3 separate regions of the Mus musculus genome follow, and all the other regions are linked to region 3. The links are chromatin contacts, called in public HiChIP or PLAC-seq and promoter capture Hi-C maps. All regions are on one chromosome and are shown on one strand. The core of a region is the stretch at or near the end of the contact, and the rest is flanking DNA. Distances in the headings are between cores, read along the strand shown.

What was found. Promoter capture Hi-C pulls out the DNA fragments that hold promoters and counts their contacts. HiChIP or PLAC-seq counts read pairs in DNA pulled down with a chosen protein or histone mark.
Region 1: a promoter capture Hi-C map of Sertoli cells shows a contact between it and region 3, with 6 times the contacts expected there. The contact joins the promoter of Spz1 here to the enhancer-like site in region 3. A contact is called at or near these places in 14 of 39 promoter capture datasets (the 3T3-L1 cell line, the C10 cell line, the HPC-7 cell line and 10 more), 2 of 15 datasets of contacts at CTCF or cohesin (large pre-B cells and pro-B cells), 11 of 484 Hi-C or Micro-C datasets (Sertoli cells, cardiomyocytes, double positive thymocytes and 7 more), 6 of 115 datasets of contacts at active chromatin or transcription factors (VIP interneurons, double positive thymocytes, embryonic stem cells and 3 more) and 5 of 9 other capture datasets (adipose tissue, embryonic stem cells, liver and 2 more).
Region 2: a contact with region 3 is called in an H3K27ac HiChIP or PLAC-seq map of stem cell-derived neural progenitor cells. The contact joins two enhancer-like sites. A contact is called at or near these places in 2 of 15 datasets of contacts at CTCF or cohesin (large pre-B cells and pro-B cells), 15 of 484 Hi-C or Micro-C datasets (the 3T3-L1 cell line, the F1.1 cell line, the P5424 cell line and 10 more), 7 of 115 datasets of contacts at active chromatin or transcription factors (VIP interneurons, double positive thymocytes, embryonic stem cells and 3 more) and 4 of 9 other capture datasets (adipose tissue, embryonic stem cells, liver and 1 more).

What each region holds. Positions count from the first base shown.
Region 1 is chr13:92,574,862-92,577,561 of GRCm38.p6, reverse strand. It overlaps Spz1 (spermatogenic leucine zipper 1), which reads left to right and starts at 1,330. Exons shown (of 1, transcript NM_030237.3): 1 at 1,330-2,700. The coding sequence starts at 1,596.
Region 2 is chr13:92,593,230-92,595,943 of GRCm38.p6, reverse strand. No RefSeq gene overlaps it. Among named protein-coding and RNA genes, the nearest start is that of Serinc5, 17 kb to the left of the region's middle. Within about 2 kb of position 1,318, at least 84 of the 459 cell types and tissues checked have an H3K27ac peak or open chromatin away from gene starts, as enhancers often do. A contact at or near this core is called in Sertoli cells, VIP interneurons, neural progenitor cells and 3 more, where this site is marked.
Region 3 is chr13:92,702,141-92,704,840 of GRCm38.p6, reverse strand. The region is part of intron 9 of Serinc5 (serine incorporator 5); the gene reads right to left. It overlaps Gm41018 (a long non-coding RNA gene), which reads left to right. Exons shown (of 4, transcript XR_003950693.1): 4 at 1-2,414. Among named protein-coding and RNA genes, the nearest start is that of Gm41018, 3.7 kb to the left of the region's middle. Within about 2 kb of position 1,315, at least 59 of the 459 cell types and tissues checked have an H3K27ac peak or open chromatin away from gene starts, as enhancers often do. A contact at or near this core is called in Sertoli cells, VIP interneurons, double positive thymocytes and 4 more, where this site is marked.

The sequences.
Region 1 (2,700 bases), core at 81-2,580, 130 kb after region 3:
GTTATCCCCATGTCTCAGATTATTCCTTTAAAAAATTATATATATATACATGTATATATATATAATACATATATATATATATATATAATGATTGAACTGAGTTGTTTCAAATGCTTTAGACACATTGTCATTTTAATCAGGTACTATGAGAAGTGGCCAAGCTTTTTATCACTGACTGGAAGAGTCATAAATACATTCAGAAAGCCTATCTTAAAAGTGCCACATTTTAAAAAGATTCCCAAGTGGAGGACTGAGGATACAGTTTGGAGGCAGAACACTCATGTACTATCTAGAAAGCCCTGGGTTCTTCCCTGCCCTGTCCTCCCCCTGACCCTCCCCCTAAGGAGAGAGACAGAGAGACAGACAGACAGAGACACACAGAGAGAGACAGACACAGAGGGAGAGGGACCGAGAGAGAATTTATAACTGTGCTGTTGACTCATGCCAATAGCCTCTTACCATTCAGTAGAATATTTTTGAATGAAAAGATTTCTCACATTAGTGTCCAAAAATCACTAAAGATGGAGCACTTTGAGAAGTTCTGCTTTCTATCCTGTCTTAGTCAATGTTCTATGACTATGAAGAGACAACGTAACCATGGAAACTCTTACAAAAGGAAGGCATTTCATTGGGGCTGGCTTACAAATTCAGAGGTTTAGTCCATTGTTATCACAACGGGAAGCACGGTGACATGCAGGCAGACAAGGTGCAGGAGAAGGAACTGAGAGTTCTACATCTGGATCTGCAGGCAGCAGGAAGAGACGTATACTCTGGGCTTGCAATAGACTTTCTGAACCCTCAAAGCCCACCCCGTAGGTGATACACTTCCTCCAACAAGATCATACTTCCTAATCCTTACAAATAGTTCCGTTCCCTGGTGACCAAGTATTCAGATCTACGAGTCTATGGAGGCCATTCTCACTGACATCACCACACATTCCTAACTCTTCCACAACATCTCTCCTACAGCTGGAGCAACACTTCCTCCTTCTATGAAAGAATTCTTATTCAGCCTGCTGTGCTTTCTCTCAACTATATTTACCCTCAGGTGGAACACCGTGGTTGTGGTTGGCTCGATGTGGTGTGGTGTGGTGTGGTGTGGTGTGGTGTGGTGTGGTGTGGTGTGGTGTGGTGTGGTGTGGTAAGGCAGGGGGGTGGGAGGGTGAGGTAGGAAATTGCTGTAATGCTCTTAGAATGAAGAGCCTAGGAGAGAAGAGAGGGGCAGGCATGTGGGAGGAGTAAGGTTGGCTGTGGTGTCTGAGTTGTGGGACAGGAATCTAAGGGACTCCCATTGTGATGTAAAAGAAACAGAATGTGTTGCCCCAGAGGGGCAATGACAGAATAAAGACCTAGTAGCTGGGGCCTCAGAGAAAATACCAGAAGCCTAGCAGAAGGGAGATGGAGCTCCAGCTCCAGGTCCCCCTTCCCACCTCCTCCCCCTGGGCTGTCTGAGATGTAACCTTCTACCTGAATACCACCTCCCTGGGGTCAGTCATTAACTCTGGCCCATAACTCCTGCCTGGTTCCATCTCCTCCACCGACTCCCAGGAGACTGCCATCTGCTCTCCCTGGACTCTCTGGGTCCTCAGGTCCCAATGTCGGACACAGACAACTCAGCGGAGATGCCCGCCCGGTGTCCATCTCCTAACCCTGCTCCTGGTGCTAAGCAAGAACCACCGAACTCTGGGATCACCATTTCCCTCCTTGAAATCGGATCACTCCCCACTGTCTGCTACCACTCCTTCCCACCACCAAAGAATAGCATCTGTCCAGTAGAGAAAAGAGGGAGGGTACAGAAATTTAGCAATCTCTTAAAAGACGTTAAGGATGTTCTCAAAAACATAGCAGGCGTTGAAGAGAAGTCTACAGTTGGGGAGCCTTTTGATGATGCCTATATTCCTGAAGACCTGTCAGAACTTAACGTCAGAGGTGTTGAGAAGAAAAATAAAATACGATTTAAAGATGATCTATTCATTCATTTCGACCCAGAGAGAGAACAGAACACAATGAAGCAGATGTTATTGAAAAACCAGAGTGCTAAGAACATGGTACCAAAGTTTGCAAGGGACCTGTGCAATGCAGAAGAAACGAGAGGCTTCGACGGCATGCTGCTGAGCGTGAAAAGACCGCGGAATGGATCCCTTCACCTTCGCGGAGAGTACAGAAAACTCAGGAACAACATGGAGCAGTTACTGCAGGAAGCAGATCACTGGAGTAAACAGCATAACGAACTCAGCGAACTAATGAGGTCATATCAGGAATGCCAGAACGAAACCCAAGAAACTACTGACAAGGATCGAGCCTGTTTGCAAAACCAACCCAACAATGGGCTATCCACCAAGCAGAAGCTGGAGGAGCAGGTGAAGAAGCTAAGCCATGACACCCACGCGCTGCATTTGATCGCAGCCCTGCTAGAGAATGAATGTCAGGTCCTACAACAGAGGGTAGACATCCTCAAGGATTTCCATCTCCACGAAGCGGGACTGGGGCACGAGAAGCCTTTGCAGATGTCCTGTGAGCAGGACAAGAAATGTCCGAAGTTAGCGGAAGCAGACAAGACGGACGCTTTCAAGCATACCACGAGGGCAACGGAAGGCACGATTAGGAAACCGAAGATCCTCAGGAGCCCGGATGTTTGCTTTACTAAGAAGGCTCGGAATAACCGCTTCAACGCCCGTGTTGCAAAGAAATCTCTGGTGG
Region 2 (2,714 bases), core at 69-2,568, 110 kb after region 3:
TGAGAGGAGGGCGTAGGGCAAACTGGTAACAGGTCTAGGGGTTTAGCTGGTATGAAGGAAAGGAAGAAGTAAACAGCCACGAGAAAAACACTAGGCCTTCTGAGGTACAGCTCAGACAGTGGGGAGGCTTAGTGGAGACTGGCAAGGAGCTGCCTAGGAATGTCTCCTACCTCCTACCTCCTGCCAAGGACACTGAGTGGTCTAGTCAGAGCAGTGCTGGAGAGCTCACCCTGGTGGTACAGATAAGGGAAAGTCGACCAGCCCAGCTCTCACCAAGGCCCACATTCAGGTGCTTTCAATTGGCCCACTCCAAAATCTACATCATCTGTGAACTGTTGGGGGACTTGAAGGGGCCGGACCCACTAACCCAGGGCTTCAGGATGTCCAAGACCCAGGGCAACAACAGGATAACAGGGAAAAGTCCTGGGGAGGATCCAATATTGATGGTGTCACAGGAGCCAGAGACCTTGAACCGACCCAATGACTCATTGCAATAAACATTTGCAAGTGAAGATGTGTGGACAGAGGGGTGCACTGTGGGACACACTGTGACACGGTAAAGCTTCCATAATGAAATATTTTCTATGCTTTATTTTGTTTGTATGTTGTTTTTTTTTTTTCATTTTGGGGGATAAGGAGTTGGGGGCTGCAAGGGCAAAGGGCAGATACGATGGATGGGACTGGGGTGCATGATATGAAACTTGCAAAGAATCAATAAAGGTATTTTTTGTTTTGTTGCGTTGTGTTTTTTTGTCTAGAAAACAAAGGGTGGTACCTTGGCCTGTCTTCTGCATCTCTGGGTCACAGGAACTACTTCCAAGTCCAGAGGTGCTCCCTGCAGCCTCCTGATTATGTTGGACAGGAAGACTAACTCCTCTTACTGTGCCTTGCTTTTTATATACGAAGGTAGAAAAAAAAAATGGAATGTAACTCCACTAGTTCCTATGGCAAGAATTTTCATTTTCCTCTTGAAATTTTCAAGTTCAAATAATGAGCACAAGTAGGTTACCAAGGCATTGTGATGGTTATGTTATAAACAGGTTATAGCTAATTTTGACGACAGCCTGGTTAGGACTTAGAGCAGGTGATGTCAGTAAGGTAAGCGAAATTCCTTTGTACAATCGCAACAGTTCCATATGTTCAGAGCGCTGATGGCTCTGAGGCCCTAAAATGGCACTTTAAACTCTGCCTTGTGTTGTAGAGAGTCTCCCTTTAATCACATCACATTGTTAATTTGCTTGGCAAGTCCCCTGAGTGTAGACAGTACAAAGGGAAAGACTCAGGCAGTACTCCAGGGAACTCAGATGCCACATTAATGAAAGGGGAGGGAGCCGCTCAGCAGGCTTTTCAGCTCCATCCAGCCCCCCACCCCCCCACCAGGGAACATATTAATTTCAATTATTTAGTCCGTTCAGGTTAGAGTTAGGTCTGTTTCTGCTGCCAGCCATAAGGAGACGTCACTGAGATAGATGTACAAGGTGCGCTCTGGGTTTTAGTTTGTCTACACTCAGGTGTTTACAAATCCTTTAGAAGGGGATCCAATTAGCCTGACTCATTTTGTTTCTGTCCTTTTCTGAGTTGTTCTTACCCTCTGTTTATCATAAAGTCCAGAATCACACAGCTGTAATAGACAGACATCCTGTGAGTCAAAGGCAGACTGCCCCTGAGCAGCAATTTCCTTGACATTTACAAGGCTGTGAGAAAAGTCCTCAGATAATAGCCAGCCCGACTGTGTGACCTGACCTCGACCATTTGCAATCAAACTGCCCTGACTCTGCCTTTGTTCTGGTCCTGTGTGATCTAAGGCTGCTTTTGGCACCCCAAAGGGGCCTGGCACTTAGCTATGTCTTCCTGACAGCAAGGGGAATAAAGGTTTTTGGGGTTTTTTTTCCCTGTGATTCTTTGGGGATGAGTGGCTAAATCTCATCTGCTAGGATCCCCTGGCATCCCCAGAGTGACACATCTACCCTGGAATACAGTAGCATGTTGAATACACCTTTGCATCTTAAATTATGTAAGAAGTTTTCAAGCAGTGTATTGGAGAGTTGCCAGGCCTCAAATCCAAAGTCTTACAGATGCTAAGCACACTAACATTTATGCTACCTACTTACTACTGAGTATCTTCAGCTTCACTAAGATAAATATTGGGGGCTAAGGATGCAGTTCAATTGACGAAGTGCTCATTTAGCATGCATGAAGCCCTGGGTTTGATGTCCAGCCTGGTTAACATGAAATATATTTGTGTGACTTAGGGAAATAATAGTGCAGTTACTATACACGTTTACTATGAAATCTCAAAAAGCATTTCTAAAAGATGGTTCATTTCTGTTCTTCTACATACCAGGGAAATTTATTCTGCTTTGATTTTAAAATTCAATCCACAAAATATTCACTCTCCTGATTTCAAGTAAACACAGCTTATAGTTGAGGTTGTCAGAGTAAGGGAGACAAAGGCAATTTATACCTCCCTCCTGCCAAGAGCACAGCCTGTGGGCTGTAAGACTCTCAGCAGTTAGGATGTCCACACAAGATTTGTCTATCAAACATGCTCGGTTTATTCACAACAACATTCCTTATAGGAGCTGCTAACATAAAAGTTAAACAAGCAGGAGATGAATGGTTGTTTGGGCAGAAATGCTGCTGCAGGGTCCACTGGGGAATCCGGGGGAGGATGCTATCTATGGAAGCTTGCAGGCTCGGCCCACATCCTCTGT
Region 3 (2,700 bases), core at 66-2,565:
CGATCATGCTCACAACGGATGACAGTGAAATCAGGCAAATTAAACAGCAGCCAGAAGTCATAAACTAGCTTTAAGACAGAGCTGGGGGGGGGGGGGAGCAGGGGGCGCTGAAGAGATGGCTCAGTGGTTAAGAGCAGTGACTGCTCTTCTAAAGGTCCTGACTTCAAATCCCAGCAACCACATGGTGGCTCACAACCATCCGTAATGAGATCTGATGCCCTCTTCTGGAGTGTCTGAAGACAGCTACAGTGTGCTTACATATAATAAATAAATAAATAAATCTTAAAAAAAAAAAAGAGCTGGGACACATGCGGAACGAGACCTTGGGATTCGTGATTACTCAGGGCACTGAAGCTGACAAGCTGAACTGGGAATGGGATAAATCTGAAGGGCAGATTAGAGGCAGCTGGTGGGCGGGAATGGCTGCACCCCTGTCCTAACTCAGGAAGCAGAGGTAGAAGAATCCCAAGTTAATGGATGGTCCGAGCAGTGCAGTGAACTCAAGACTAGCCCGGGAGCCGCAGAGTTCAAAGCAGTCAGCCTGGGTTATGTAGTGAGATCCTTTCTTATAAATCAAACAAAATAAGCAATCAGGCTGCTGATCTGGCTGTGGATACAGAAGGCTGGAATTCTTGCTTCTTTAGTACATTTTGAATTTTATATCATAATTCCTACTTGTTCAAAACAGTAAGCTCAAAGAAAAAGAGACAAAATTATGAAAGTTTATTACATGATTGCAGGAAGACTGATAAACAGAATAAGAAAGAACGGAATGACTACACTTACCAAGACCATCTGAGAAGCAATGGTCTTTCCTATCTCTATGGAATAGGGCTTAGCTACAAAAATCCCAGAGAGCCAGAGCTGAGGGCCAGGAGAACACAGCCTTTCATCCCTCAAGTCCCGCTGGAGCTTTTGCTTCCTCCTGCTCCACAAGACTTGGATGCTGTGAGGCAGTCTACAGTTCAGAAGTCAGTGGGCCCACTCTATTCATTCCCGTTTCTTTTGAAGCTTAAGTTACCACAGAAAACATGAGCTTGGTCTTTCATAGGCAATGATGTGGGGGCACGAACCCACTTGCTTAGAAGCAAACAGTGGGCGGCTTCTCCCTCAAAGGAGAACAACTTTCTCTCTTAAATCTAACCTGGGGACTTGCTGCTGTTTGAGCTTGAAGGCTGTACACAAAGGAGACATTGAAACCATAATGCTCACACCCCCAGCAGGTGGCCACCCAGTCAATGGTAGGAACAAAGGCACAAAGAAGGCTTCTGCAGAGCATGCTCCTCTGTAACAGACAGCAGTAACCTATTCAAGCCAGCACAGTTTCCTCCTCTGCATTCTGAGGCTGGCAGGATAACAGGCCTTCATAATGGTGCACTATCTCTAGGCTAGGCACTGGAAAGGCATCCCAAATGGCCAGCTGCAGAGCCAAGTGCCCATCCATATCTGGAAAGACACCAGGGCTTGTCCGTCCAGTAAATGCTATTTGAATGGATCCAGTGGCCAGACGCCAGCAAAGTCAGCTGCAGGGACTGGGACAGGAGGGGCTGGGACAGCAGTGGTGCTCCCAGGCAATGCGCAGTCAAGAACACGTACCCAAGGGCCCATCCTGGGAAATGGGAATGCTCTTCCCTCTGTGAAATGCAAGGAACACTGCTTTTGTGAGGACGATGTGAAACTACACGGCTTTAGACAGTCAGCACCTGTAAGTGCTAAATGACTGAGCAGTCACTGCAGCCCCAGGTTCTGGGCAGCCTTGAGCTCACAGAGAGGTTTTCCTGCCTCTGCCTCCTAAGTGCTAGAATTAAAGGCGTGTGCCACCGCCACCCTGGCTGCCAAGTCTCATCTTAACTGTCCTGTATGGTTGAGTTTTCTGACTATGGTTCATGTTTCACCAAGAGCTCCAGAAAAAAAAAAGACTTCTACACAGGAAAGGGAAAACAGGAAATGTTTTGACAGTGAGCTAAACACTCCCTCAGACCTTGACATGGAGGTGAATGGCGTGATCTATACGCTTACAGTTCCTCACTGAATGACAAGTGTGTGCTGGAACTGACCCATAACTGAGGTGTCAGCGTTCCCGCTGTATGTGCAGTGTGTGCAGAACGTGCTCGGCTCTCTTCCTTGCCTGTGTCTTCCTCCAGAGCGCTGATACATAACCCCACAGCTACGCTGCACGTGGGGAATGCAGACGGGCGTCAAGCAGGTGTGTGGTTTAGAACTGACAGAAAACCTACGCCATTACAGCCAAAGAGACTAAACAAGGGGTGGCTGAACATGGTTCCCCGAGCTTTAGACTCGGGGTGGGTGCAGAGTGCCAAGCCAGTGGCAACACTGTTGACGAAAAATTGAGAGTTCTCTCATTTTAACACATAGGACAATAGTTCTTTTTGTATACAAAAATCTTATTCTTTCTTAGACAGAAAAACAGAACTATGAGTGCCAAAAAAAAAAAAAAAAATCAATACACTGCAAAGGAAAATTAGTCTTCTCACTGGGTATACAAGCCAGACTTATACTTATCTCCTGCCCAGGCCCACACCCAGGCAAAGATGACCAACACAAAACAAGCTCAATGGGGTTTGTGTAGCCGCCTCATCTGAGCATTTCCTGCCTTATTCAGCACGGCTCACGTGTTAGCCTTTCTGAGTCTGTGTTTGTATAGGCTTAGTATACATACGGGCACCACGGACATCTCCA